Regions from separate parts of the Sus scrofa genome. Here regions 1, 2 and 3 are each linked to region 4. The links are chromatin contacts, called in public HiChIP or PLAC-seq and promoter capture Hi-C maps. All regions are on one chromosome and are shown on one strand. The core of a region is the stretch at or near the end of the contact, and the rest is flanking DNA. Distances in the headings are between cores, read along the strand shown. Region 1 overlaps POC1A (POC1 centriolar protein homolog A). Region 2 overlaps POC1A (POC1 centriolar protein homolog A). Region 3 holds the start of POC1A (POC1 centriolar protein homolog A). Region 4 holds the start of PARP3 (poly [ADP-ribose] polymerase 3).

Region 1 (2,700 bases), core at 100-2,599, 210 kb after region 4:
CGTGCTGGGGCCTTGGTTCCTGGCTCAGCACCTGATGTTGTATGGGACTCAAAAGCAGTGGGTGAGTGGGTGAATTGGGTCCAGGCAGGCCACATGGGGACAGCAACATGTGGACCAGCCACATCACCACTTCTTAGAGTAGCTGCTGGGGAAGACCCAGGTACCTTCTCACCCACTACCACAGACCTGGTGACGGAAACCAGCTGGCCTACGATAACTGCGACCCTGCCAGGTCAAACATTCTACAGACATAAAGGCAAATTCTAAAACCAACCCCTCATCCTGGCCCTGTGCAAGCCTAGGAACCATTGCTGGACCAGTAAACACAGCCCCCCACAAAACAGCCCTCGGCAGAGCTGAGGAGGTGCACGGAGTCCCTCAGATACCAGCCTAGCCAATGTGCAGACATGCCCAGGGACAGCGGATCCATGTCCCAAGCACACCTAGGGGAGACAGCAGGCCTTTATGTAACACTCTCTCAGCTTCCCAAGCTCCAAGAAGCAGCCTGGAGAGGGACCGATGGGGTTTCTACAACCAGCTCCTGGAGGCAGAGCACAGAGCCCCCACAGGCTGATGCCCTCCCACACTTGAGGCCCTGTGACAGAGGGCAGCACCCTCAGTGCTTAGCAAAAAGGGGGCAAAGAGAGCAGAGGAATAAGCCATAGCCAGCCCCAGCAGGAACTCAACAGCCATAAGCAGCAGCAGAAAGAACATCAGGGGCACAGAGTGTGTGATGCTGACTCCCCCACATGTCAGGGGCACACCCATGTATGCAGACCCGCAGGAAGGTGTGGAGAGAAGCTCCAGACAGAGAGCAGGGGTTCTCTCCAGGGAGGATAGGAATCGGGGACTTCTAGTTTTTACTCTGTGTACTTCCAGAACATATTTAACCATCAGAATATAGTCACTGTGATTATACAACTGAGCAAATGCTAAAAAGCGAATCCTTCCCTCCCCAAAAAAGAGTGGGTAAGGTCTAGGGAGGCGGGAGACCAGGTCCTGCAGGCACTTTAAGTTGTGCGTCTACAGGCTGCAAGCCAGCACCCTATTCCCAAGGGGCGGGCTGTGCGTAGGCTCGTGCTCACCAGGACACTGGTCCACACCAGCAGTGAAGGGGGGTGAGAAAGGGGCTCAAAACACTGAGATCCCCTGGGGAGTCCTGCCCACCCCCGTCCCCTCAGCCGGGCAGCTCTGAGAGACAGGTGCCCTTTACCATTCCCCAACCTCCCCCTGGGCCTCCTTAAATGCTGCTCCTGGCACATCTGCCTGCCTGAGCCTGGAGAAGGGCATGCTATTCTTGTTTCTGCAGCCCTTGGCAGCCTGTGCTGGCATGGATGCCACCCCCACTCCACCAAAGATGAAGCTGGCAGGGAAAAGCCAACAGCAGGGTGGTTCAGAGGAGGTGAGCTCGGGGAGTCCAGGGCTTACCCAGCACCAGCAGGGCGTGGCTACCATGCCAGGGCCTACCACCTGGTCTAGCCCACCCAAGGGAGGGAACTCCCTCCCTCCCAGAGGAAGGGCACCTGAAGCCCTGCTCCACTCTAAATGGAATAAGTATGGAGTTCCTGCGTGGCACAACGGGATGGGTGGCATCTTGGGAGCACTGGGACAGTGGGTTAAGAATCAGGCATTCACAGGGCCGCAGCCCACTTGGCCATGGGACACTGCCCTGGCCCTCTGCCCTCCGCTCCCCACTGGTTGGCTCTGGGCAGGGCAGTGCCTCTCTACTCCAGGGACGGGGGTGTGGCGCTTGAAGCAGGGACCCCCACAGAGCAGTCCCTCATCTCCCCCAAATGTGTTCATGCCTCCCCACGGCTAGTACAGAGGCTGTGCGCTGCACTGCTCAGCACTCGGACAACTTGGGAACGCCTGGCCCCCTCCTGCTCCTCACCCACAGCTACCTGAGGCTGCTCTGAGAATACACACAGGAATATATGCCCCTCTCCTCTTCCCTTCAGCCTCTTTGGAACTCCAGGTGTCTCTCCTTCTGTCCCTCCCCTGCAGGCATATAGGGAGCAGCGGGAGACGACTCTCACCAAAATTATGTTGCCCCATCAGTCCCTGGAGTGGATTAGCTGCAGGGGAGCAATCCCCGATGGCACCAATAGGCCCCCAGCCTCAGCAGCGTGCAAGCTGATGGGGGTGCATTATTTCCTCTTACCCCCTGCCTGCCCAAGACAATGCAGGAGGGCAAAAAGGAGAAAGTACAGGCTCTGGACAAGACGCGATGAATATGGAGCCCAGATGGACCAAGAGAAGGGGATGAACAAACACCCTACCCTGTGCCCCCTCTTGAGTGAAGAGCAGCCCTGGGATCACTGACATGGAAGGGGCCACCCTGAGGCTGACTGCTTTATGGTGCTGCTTGCCAAAGCCGGGAGGAAGGCAACAGGGAGCCGTGCCCCAAATAGGGCTCCCCCAACACCTATTTATTTCCTTGTTTGTGCTGATGCTAGCCAGGCCCTCACTTGTCCCTTTCAGGCACTCTGGAGGGACAAGACGCTGGGGAGGGCCGGTCTCGAGGTCCAGGGGCACAGGCAGTGCAGCTTAGCATGATACATGCTAAGGTGGGTTGGGCCTGGCCGGATGTCCCCATGTGTACAGAACTGAATAAAGTGGGTCTCTGAGGAAAAAAAAAAAGAATCCAGCATTGCCACAGTTGCAGCTAAGGTCGCAACTGTGGCTCAGATCTGATCCCTG
Region 2 (2,700 bases), core at 49-2,548, 190 kb after region 4:
AAGGTGCTGGGAGGGTTCAGAGAGGGTCTGCTTCCCCGGGTTTCTCAACATGAAGTCGTTACATGGATGAAAGAGACTGTGGAAGACTCACTATTCAGCCAAAGGGTGTAGCAGAGCGAGAGCTCCCAGCGCATTAAGAGGCACGTCGCGAGCCCCACAGATGCCCTGAGCCCAGGGCAAGGGCAGCTGATATGTTAGGAGTCTGGCTACATGAAATCGACACTCTTCCAAGATGCCTAAGTGCCTGGCATCCTCTGACTCATCTGCTGCCAAGAGCCCCCTTTAACAGCCTTGGGAAATTCAGAGCCAGAATTGGCATCAAGTGGAGGAAGGAGAGGCTCCTCTCTAAGACACGTAAATCTGGGGTTCACTTCTGCTCTAAATACCCACAATGCCCCATCTGCCAAGTGTCTCCTCGAATCCACACCTCTGCTCACCATGGAAAGCAAATGCCAGCCAGGAAGGCATATTCTCAGAAACAAACCCAAGTCTGAGTTCCCGAGTGAGAAAGCAAGTCTGTGAGGCAGGTGGAAATGGGCACCCTCCCCCACTTCTTCCTGATGATCCTCAGGCCACGAGAAGCCAGATCTTGAGCAAACGCCACCCAGGACCGCCTCCACATGGGGCAGGATCCAGGGCCAAGACTCTCTGGGCCAGGAATCCGGGCCCAAGAACCCCTACGTCAAGCCCACCTTGTATAGCCCCCCAACACGAAATGTGGGAGCTGAACCGGGAGAGCAGGGAGTGTCTGGGGCTCCTCCTTCAGAAAAAAGAGGAACTAGGAAGAAGAAAAGGGCCATCTCCAGGGAAGGCTGAGGCCCTGGACCAGACAACCATGGCTAACTGGCCTCCTCTTCCTAGGGACAGCTGCAGCACTGAGGCTCTGGGGGTCCTGGGCACTGTGCCCCTGAGGACTCTTGGGGACACAGGAAGAGGCATGTCTCCACCCATCTCAGGGATTTGCTTTCGAATCTGGAAGCAGAGAGGACTCAGGCCTCCCATCAGGAAGCACAACTGACACCTGCGAGAGGCTAGAACCTGCACCAGATCTCACAGGCTCAGCCTGCTGAGTGGGGTCAACCTTGAAGATGACCTGACAGAAGGGCCACCACCCCGCCTGCTGCCCTTCACCCCAGCAGGTTTGGAATACCTAAGTCCCTGCCCGGGTAGGGGGCTCTTCTAGTGCTGTAGGACCGAGGAAGGAAACGCGACATTTTAAAAATAGCTAAAGCTTAGTGAGCACTTGCCACGTGCCGGGCATGGTTCCAAGTGCCTGCTTGGCATGTACCACCTCGCGAAATCTCACGAAGGAGGTACCAGCATCTCCCCATGTGAGGCGAGTGGAGAAAAGCCCTCGGCCCTAGACCTCAAGGTTGTCTGAACTGGAGGGCAGCCAGCCCTGAGAACTCAGGAAGTGGTTTTTTAGTTTTACTGAATTACCTAGAATTCGGCCTTCTTCCCCTCCTGCCCCGCCCAGCACAATCTCCTTCCCAGTTGCATAATAGGCTCTCAGCGGTTGGAGGAAGGGCAAGAAAGAGATGATATCAGAATGAATGCATCTCTGCTCTTAAAAGTGGTTTTAAAATGCTTCTGTGGTTGAAGCAAAAGCCAGGTCAGCTCTAGTGGCTGGGACTTGGGAGGCAGGTGCCAAATCTAAGGTCAGCCAAGACATAGTGGTCCTTATGTCTCAGGGACAGACCCCAAAGCACAGATGGTAGGAAGGAGTGAGAAGCATGAGGATGAGTGCTAAGAAGGCAAGACGCCAGGGATGTGGTAGGGAATGGAGCTAAATCTCAGCCCCTTGAAAAGGCCAGCAGAAGGCCCTGCCACAGAAAGCTTAGGGGACCCCCACAAGCCCCTCTGGGAGGCATTCATCTGCTAGAAACCTTCCAACCTTCCTCTAGCCATGTAGTGTGTCATAGGGCAGAATGCGGAGCTTCCTGCCCACCCTCAGCCCAGTGCACAGGCTGGAGTCCTTCCTCTGCAGCTTTCCAAGCAGAGAAAGCTCCCCAGCCGCAGCCCTGAAATCCCTTCTCATCACAACTCAGCCAAGAATAGGGGGAAAATGGAACCCATTATTCTCATTCTGAAGGGCTGGGAAATGGCTTTTGCATTTCAACATGAAATGTGTCTAAAAATAAGCTGTGAATTTCAACCAGAGGTTGAAAATAGCTCCAGCAGTGAACAGAGCTCTGTTCAGAATGGGCTCAAGGATGGCCTTCATTCCAGGAGTGAGAGCTGAATGCCACGGTCAGGGCAGGGGTCCAGGGCAGAGGCTGTCACAGGCTCACAGGTCTGCCCCTCTGGCTTTAAACTGCCAAACTCTAACAGGCATGTGGTCTGGAATTCAAGATCCAGCATCTGGCCCAAAGGGCTTGCTAAAATCCCCAAATGCTCAGCAGTGATTCATGTGGCTTTAGATCTCAAGGCCCAGTGAACACACAGAGCTGGAGAGGGAAAAGCCATCAGGTTTGAGAGTTCCTGGGGCACAGTGGTGGTGCTTATGGTCTCTCTGAGAAGTCAAGTCATCAAACCACTCACCTGGTACTATCTCAGAGCAAGGAAGCCCGCAGGCAGGAAGGGCAAGAACACACTCTGAATGTACTGAAGGAAACCAAGTTGCTAAAGGTCCTTTTTTTTTTTTTTTTTTTTTTTTTTTTGTTATTTACCACTACCTCTGGAAGATTCCAAAAACTGATA
Region 3 (2,700 bases), core at 103-2,602, 230 kb after region 4:
TTGGAGGCACCAGGGAGCCCAGCAAACCTACTCCTGAGCCAGAGCAAGGCCACTGCCACTCCAAAAAGCTGTAACCAGAACAAAGGCTCCCATGGCCCCATGCCCAGCTCCACCCCAACACACCTGCCAGAATCCTTTCAACAAGAGAGGGAAAAGCACAACAGGTGGGCCCAGAACAGAGCAGTAACTGCTCCACCTGAGCTTCTTGGAAAAACAAAGGTAACATAGTGCCCATCTCTAGAGGCAAGTTCAGATCCACCCTTAACCAGGGGACCCATGAAATCTTCCAACACCCTCTCTTCCATTCCTGCAACTTGCTGGTTCCTCGTCTCCCCCAAAGGGGTTTATATTTTGGGGTAGGGGAAAGAACATCAAATTAGGGTTCAAAAGGCCTGGTTCCTAAGGAAGCCAACAGGCCACCATCCAGCCACCTTGACTCTCAACCCAAGCCAGAGGACCAAGCAGGTTGAGGTTCAAAACAACCTCTCAAAAACAGGGGCTTCGGAGTGCTCCCCTCTGGCCTCCGAGAGGGCATCCTGGTTCAAGTTACACCGCAGGCCTAGGCCGTCCTGGGCATCCTGGGGCCTGCTGTTCCCACACGTCGTAACAGGGTGCACCCTCAACAAGCCCCCATTCAGCTACCCACTGCTCAGGAAAACAAGACTGAAGCCACACAGGCCCGGCGCTGATCCCAGGTCAGACGTCCCAGTCGGGCAGTACTAATGTCTCCTCCGCGGAGATACAAATCCTAAGAATAGAGACTGGTTCGTTAGCCCTGGCAACCGGCACAGGGCCTGGCTCGCAGGAGGCGTTCGCTAGATGCCCCGACCCATCGCACCCTGCACAGACTGTAAACTAGGGCAGGAGAGGACCGCACGGAGCCCTGCGCCCGGCCAGGCGCCCACTGTCCTCGTGGGGAGACTAAGGCCCGGGCGGCAGCCGCTGGCAGGAACTTACCGGGTAGGGCGATGCCATGGCGGGGCTGGGAGCGCCCAAGGCGCCGGAGGAAGCAGCGGCTGCCGTTGAGGCGCGTTCAGTTTCCGCGCCCCCAACCGCCGCCAATAGCAACGCGGGTCGCTTGGCCCCGCCCCGCCCACCGCAATTAAAGGAGACTGGGCGCCTCGGCTTTTTGCACCCGGGACCGGAAGGAGAGTTGACCGAGTCCACTGTCTCCGCGTCCAGCACCACCAAGCCAGGCAGCCTACGGACGGCGTCGCTAAAGGCCTGTGTCCACCGTCGCTCATTCCCCCTGAGAAATTAAAAAGCCCAGGATGAAGTGTTCGCCCCGCCGACGGGTAGTCCGGTTAAGGCTAAGGCGAACACAGCCTTCTGGGAAATGCAGTTCCTCGATTCCCGCATCCTCCTGTCGGGAGGAAGGTGGGACTACATTTCCCAAGATGCCCTAAGGCCTGATTAACCAACGAAAGAGAACCTTTTAGGATCCCGGAGATGGAGGTACTTGGCTCATTGTATCTGCGTCCTTTTTTTTTTTTTTCTTTTTTTTTTCCCGTGGGCGCGGCGCCTGGCACTTGGAAGTTTTTGGGCCAGGGATAGAACAAGGCCACAACAGCGACCCAAGCCGCTGCAGTGTCTACGCAGGATCCTTAACCCTCTGCCGCAAGAGAGCGCCGTGTCTGTGTCCTCTTAAAGCGCTCGGATGGCCGGCTTTTCTCTCAGTACCCCATTTACAGCCAGTTATTCACTCTTTGGGAATTCTTTAAGTGGTTCACTCCTCTGAACGCGCTTAAAACAAGTGTCGATTTAAAAGAACACAAATCGAGTTCCCCCGTGGCGCAGTGGAAACGAATCCGACTAGGAACCATGCATGGGGTTGTGGGGTCGATCCCTGGCCTTGCTCAGTGGGTTAAGGATCTGGCTTTGCCCTGAGCTGTGGTATGGGCTCCAGATGCTGCTCGCTTCCTATGTCTGTGGCTGAGGTGTAGGCCGGCAGCTGTAGCTCCTATTAAACCCCCCAGCCTGGGAACATCCATATGATGCAAATGCGGCCCTAAGGAACAAAAAATAAAAATAAAAGAACACAAATAACTCGGAATCACATCCATGGAGTGGAGAGGCCTGGGTTCTATTCCCAGTTCTTGCCTTGATTGGCTGTATGACCTCAGGAAAAATAACACTGCTCCGAGGCCCTGTTTCCACATTAGTAATATAGGAAAGGGTGAAGGCAGCCTGGCTCTCTCTTCTCCTGAGAAGCCTCTTGTAAACTACATGTAAATTATGTGTGTGTTTAAAAGAGGAGACAATCCAGAGGTCTGGCCACCAGAGGCCATCCTTGCTCACTTTTCTGCTGTCCCTCCACCTTTCTTCTATCCTGCCTAACTCTGGGCATCTTCCCAACCTGGATCTGATCTGAACTGGACATTTTTGCAAGATTTGGGATCCTTCCATCACCTACCCAGGCTAGATTGGCTACTAAGATCTGGCCAGGCCCTTAGGTTTCTCACTACATACTGAGACCTAAGATGATGTCCCTGAACCAGCAAACCAGAGCCCCGTTGAGTGAACTCAGAGACTGGCAGTGGAGGGACCTAGCATGTAGAGGGGTGAGCCTCTTCTTTGGACCTGGAAGGTCTAGGGCCAGACACAAGAAATAGATACATTTAATCCATCTTCACTGTAATTTGGCTTAAAATTGGTTCCTGTATGTTAAAAATGTTCAGGCTAACTTAAGTTACACACTAC
Region 4 (2,894 bases), core at 58-2,557:
TCCCCAGGATGGGATGATGGTGGTCCCTGTAGCGGGATTGACCTCCGCCCGCCAAAGCGCCACGCCCACCTTTCGCCGCCGCTTGCCGGCCCCCGCACCAGCCCCGGCTCCTGAGGCTGACTTTCCCCGCTTTCGAGCCGCCACGGTCGCCGACATGTCGCCCACTATGCCTTGCAGCTAACACCGAGGAACTCACGTGGCGGCTAAACCCGGGCGTCCGCAAGACTCCACACGCGGATAGGCTACCACTGCTCGGTGGGCCCCGCCTCCCACGGCTCCGCTGGGTCCTTCGATTGGTTCTGTCACGCCTCCAAGCTCCCATTGGATGAACTCCTATAGCCAAGCCTCCTAGGGCTCCCATAGGCTCCCACGCCAGGCTCCTGTAGGAAGCAAGCCTCTCCTGGGCGTTTCCGGCCCAAGGCTACGGCGCGTGCGCCCTGCTGCTGGCTGACGTCTAAGGAGTGGTCGGACCCAGACGCCTTCTCAGTGTTTGCACCTCTTGGACAGTAGGGGGCGCCAGAGATACGGGGTTCTTTTTCCTGGAGTGTGACTCCTCCCTGTCAGGGGCGGGTGCCAGAGTGAACCAGTCTGGCACTAAATAACCGGGGGGGAGGGATACAGGTAGCTCCGGGGTGAGCGAAGCAGTGACTGCACCTGGGCCCAAGGCCCGTAGACAACCGGTGGAGACATATTGCATGCCTCAGGCCAGATGAGCAGCGCTAAGGGCGCACCAGACCCCTGGGCCTTGGCTGTGTCTGATCAAGTGTCCACCCATCCATGGGACAGGCTGCCCTCGTCCTGCCCAGCCTCTGACTCACCCGACCGGGGGCCAAATAGCTGGAATCCTACTCATCCCAAGTTCTTTCTCTGCTTCACTAAAGCTTACAGAGGGTTGCTGGGACCAGCACTGTCTGGGAGGTACCCACCCAGTGGCAGCCACCTTTCCCAGGTCCCTGCTTCTCTTAGGTGAGTGCCCTATGGCCGTGCCCACAGCCTTCCCCAGGGCAGGGCAGGGCAGGTTGAATGTGACTGGCTCTTGCTCTCTGGCAGTTCGAAGCCGTGGTCCAGCACTGACTGGTACCTCAGAACTCTTGAGCCTGCTGGGAGGGTTTCTGCACCACTACGTTCCAAGCTCTGGAGGGACAGATCTGGCCTCAGGAGTGCTGCCCCCAGGAGCCACTGCCCACTCTCCTCCATAGCTGGATGACTCAGCCCAGCAACCCTGCCAGGCCCAAGTTAGCTGAGAGGGGGGAGGAACAGAGTGCTGGGGGGGGGGAGGAGCCCAAAGGTTGGAGTGGGGAGATTCTTGTTTCACTTTCCTTTCACCTCAGGACACACGGGAGAGCTAGAGAGGGTGGAGAGCTCCTCTTCCTTGACCAGACTGGGCAGCCCGGTCACGGGACTGGCCTGGTCTCTGTGACTGGAAAAAGGGGCGTTTCTAGGGTGCAGAGAGCTAGTTTTGGTTGGATGTGGGAGTGGGGAAATTGAGGCACAGGGGGCGGGGGCAAGCAGTGGGAGATCACCAAAGGGCAAACTCAGGGTGGGGCAAGCTGGTGCTATTCCAGCTAGGTGGGGTGCAAAGGCCACAGAGGACTGAGGGCCCTCTCTGTGTCCCGGAATAGCCATGGCTCCAAAGCGCAAGCCTGGGGTGCAACGTGAGGGCCCTGAGAAGAAGAAGGGGAGGCAGGGGGCAGAAGAGGAGGACAGTTTCCGCTCCACTGCTGAGGCCCTCAGAGCTGCACCCACAGAGAAGCGCATCATCCGAGTGGACCCCCTGTGCCCACTCAGCCACAACCCCGGGACCAAGGTAAGCTGTAGTTCCTGGCCAGTCCCGGCACCTCCTCTCTCCTGTGTACAAATATATTCAGACCTCTCCCCTCCTGCTTGGTTCTGGCCATGTAACTCAAGGCTCTGAAAGGCTATATCCCATCAGATCTAGATGGGTCATGTCTACTCTTCAGACCCCAGGGCAGGCCCTTGAGCTTCTCAAGCCTCCCGCTACCACACTTAAGGCAATGTTCTTAGATAAGACATCTTCTGACACCCCAGTGTAGTCTGACCTCTGTCAGCATGCAGCCAGGTACCCCATCCCACTCGAGGGTGGCCTAAGCCAGCCTGACACCCCCACACACAACACTCTCTTGGGCCACAGGTGCATGAAGACTACGACTGCACCCTGAACCAGACCAACATCGGGAGTAACAACAACAAGTTCTACATCATCCAGCTGCTGGAAGAGGGTGACCGCTTCATCTGCTGGAACCGCTGGGGCCGTGTGGTGAGTGCCACCCGCCCAACCTGTGCCTGCCTCCTCCATACCTCTCCATGCTCAGTGCACACCCCTTGCCCCCTGGGGTCTCTACAGCTTACTCAGGCCCAAAGGCCACAGCTGCCCCCTCCCTACCTCTGTTGTCCACAGGGCTTGCACAACAGAGGCCAGCAAATACTGACGGTGGGCACTGGGGTGGGCACACCCCTGAAAGCTGTTACTTGCAGGGAGAGGTGGGCCAGTCGAAGCTCAGCCACTTCGTGTCACTGGAGGATGCAAAGAAAGACTTTGAGAAGAAATTTCGGGACAAGACTAAGAACAGCTGGGCAGAGAGGGAATACTTTGTGGCCCACCCCGGCAAGTACACACTTATTGATGTACAGAGAGAGGACAAGGTCCAAGAAGCCGTGGTGAAGGTAAAGTGGCCAGGGAGAGAGGGAGGGCCTGGGCCAAGGGTGGGGCTAAACAGCAAGACCCAGCTGATTGGGCTCTGCCACTGCCCAGCCATGCAGCCTCAGGCACAAGCCTCCCAGCTCTGGCCTCAGTCTGGCTAGTCTCTGTCGAATGCCAGGCCACGCTTCAGGTGCGGGTGCCCTGCCCAGCCGCTCCTGCCCACACGTGCCCT

The links. Promoter capture Hi-C pulls out the DNA fragments that hold promoters and counts their contacts. HiChIP or PLAC-seq counts read pairs in DNA pulled down with a chosen protein or histone mark.
Region 1: a contact with region 4 is called in an H3K27ac HiChIP or PLAC-seq map of skeletal muscle. The contact joins the enhancer-like site here to the promoter of PARP3 in region 4. A contact is called at or near these places in 1 of 5 promoter capture datasets (liver), 6 of 47 Hi-C or Micro-C datasets (alveolar macrophages, blood, embryonic fibroblasts and 2 more) and 2 of 2 datasets of contacts at active chromatin or transcription factors (alveolar macrophages and skeletal muscle).
Region 2: an H3K27ac HiChIP or PLAC-seq map of alveolar macrophages shows a contact between it and region 4. The contact joins the enhancer-like site here to the promoter of PARP3 in region 4. A contact is called at or near these places in 1 of 5 promoter capture datasets (liver), 6 of 47 Hi-C or Micro-C datasets (alveolar macrophages, blood, embryonic fibroblasts and 3 more) and 2 of 2 datasets of contacts at active chromatin or transcription factors (alveolar macrophages and skeletal muscle).
Region 3: a promoter capture Hi-C map of liver shows a contact between it and region 4, with 3 times the contacts expected there. The contact joins the promoter of POC1A here to the promoter of PARP3 in region 4. A contact is called at or near these places in 1 of 5 promoter capture datasets (liver), 5 of 47 Hi-C or Micro-C datasets (alveolar macrophages, blood, embryonic fibroblasts and 1 more) and 2 of 2 datasets of contacts at active chromatin or transcription factors (alveolar macrophages and skeletal muscle).

Annotation. Positions count from the first base shown.
Region 1 is chr13:34,285,817-34,288,516 of Sscrofa11.1, forward strand. All of the region lies in intron 6 of POC1A (POC1 centriolar protein homolog A), which reads right to left. Among named protein-coding and RNA genes, the nearest start is that of POC1A, 21 kb to the right of the region's middle. Within about 2 kb of position 1,350, at least 6 of the 83 cell types and tissues checked have an H3K27ac peak or open chromatin away from gene starts, as enhancers often do. A contact at or near this core is called in skeletal muscle, where this site is marked.
Region 2 is chr13:34,266,218-34,268,917 of Sscrofa11.1, forward strand. The region is part of intron 9 of POC1A (POC1 centriolar protein homolog A); the gene reads right to left. Among named protein-coding and RNA genes, the nearest start is that of POC1A, 41 kb to the right of the region's middle. Within about 2 kb of position 1,299, at least 33 of the 83 cell types and tissues checked have an H3K27ac peak or open chromatin away from gene starts, as enhancers often do. A contact at or near this core is called in alveolar macrophages, retroperitoneal adipose tissue, skeletal muscle and 1 more, where this site is marked.
Region 3 is chr13:34,306,744-34,309,443 of Sscrofa11.1, forward strand. POC1A (POC1 centriolar protein homolog A) reads right to left here and starts at 1,353. Exons shown (of 11, transcript XM_021068878.1): 1 at 958-1,353.
Region 4 is chr13:34,075,187-34,078,080 of Sscrofa11.1, forward strand. It overlaps PARP3 (poly [ADP-ribose] polymerase 3), which reads left to right and starts at 1,308. Exons shown (of 10, transcript XM_013981755.2): 1 at 1,308-1,807; 2 at 2,153-2,278; 3 at 2,497-2,685. The coding sequence starts at 1,625. RRP9 (U3 small nucleolar RNA-interacting protein 2) reads right to left here and starts at 239. Exons shown (of 15, transcript XM_003358455.4): 1 at 70-239. The coding sequence starts at 156.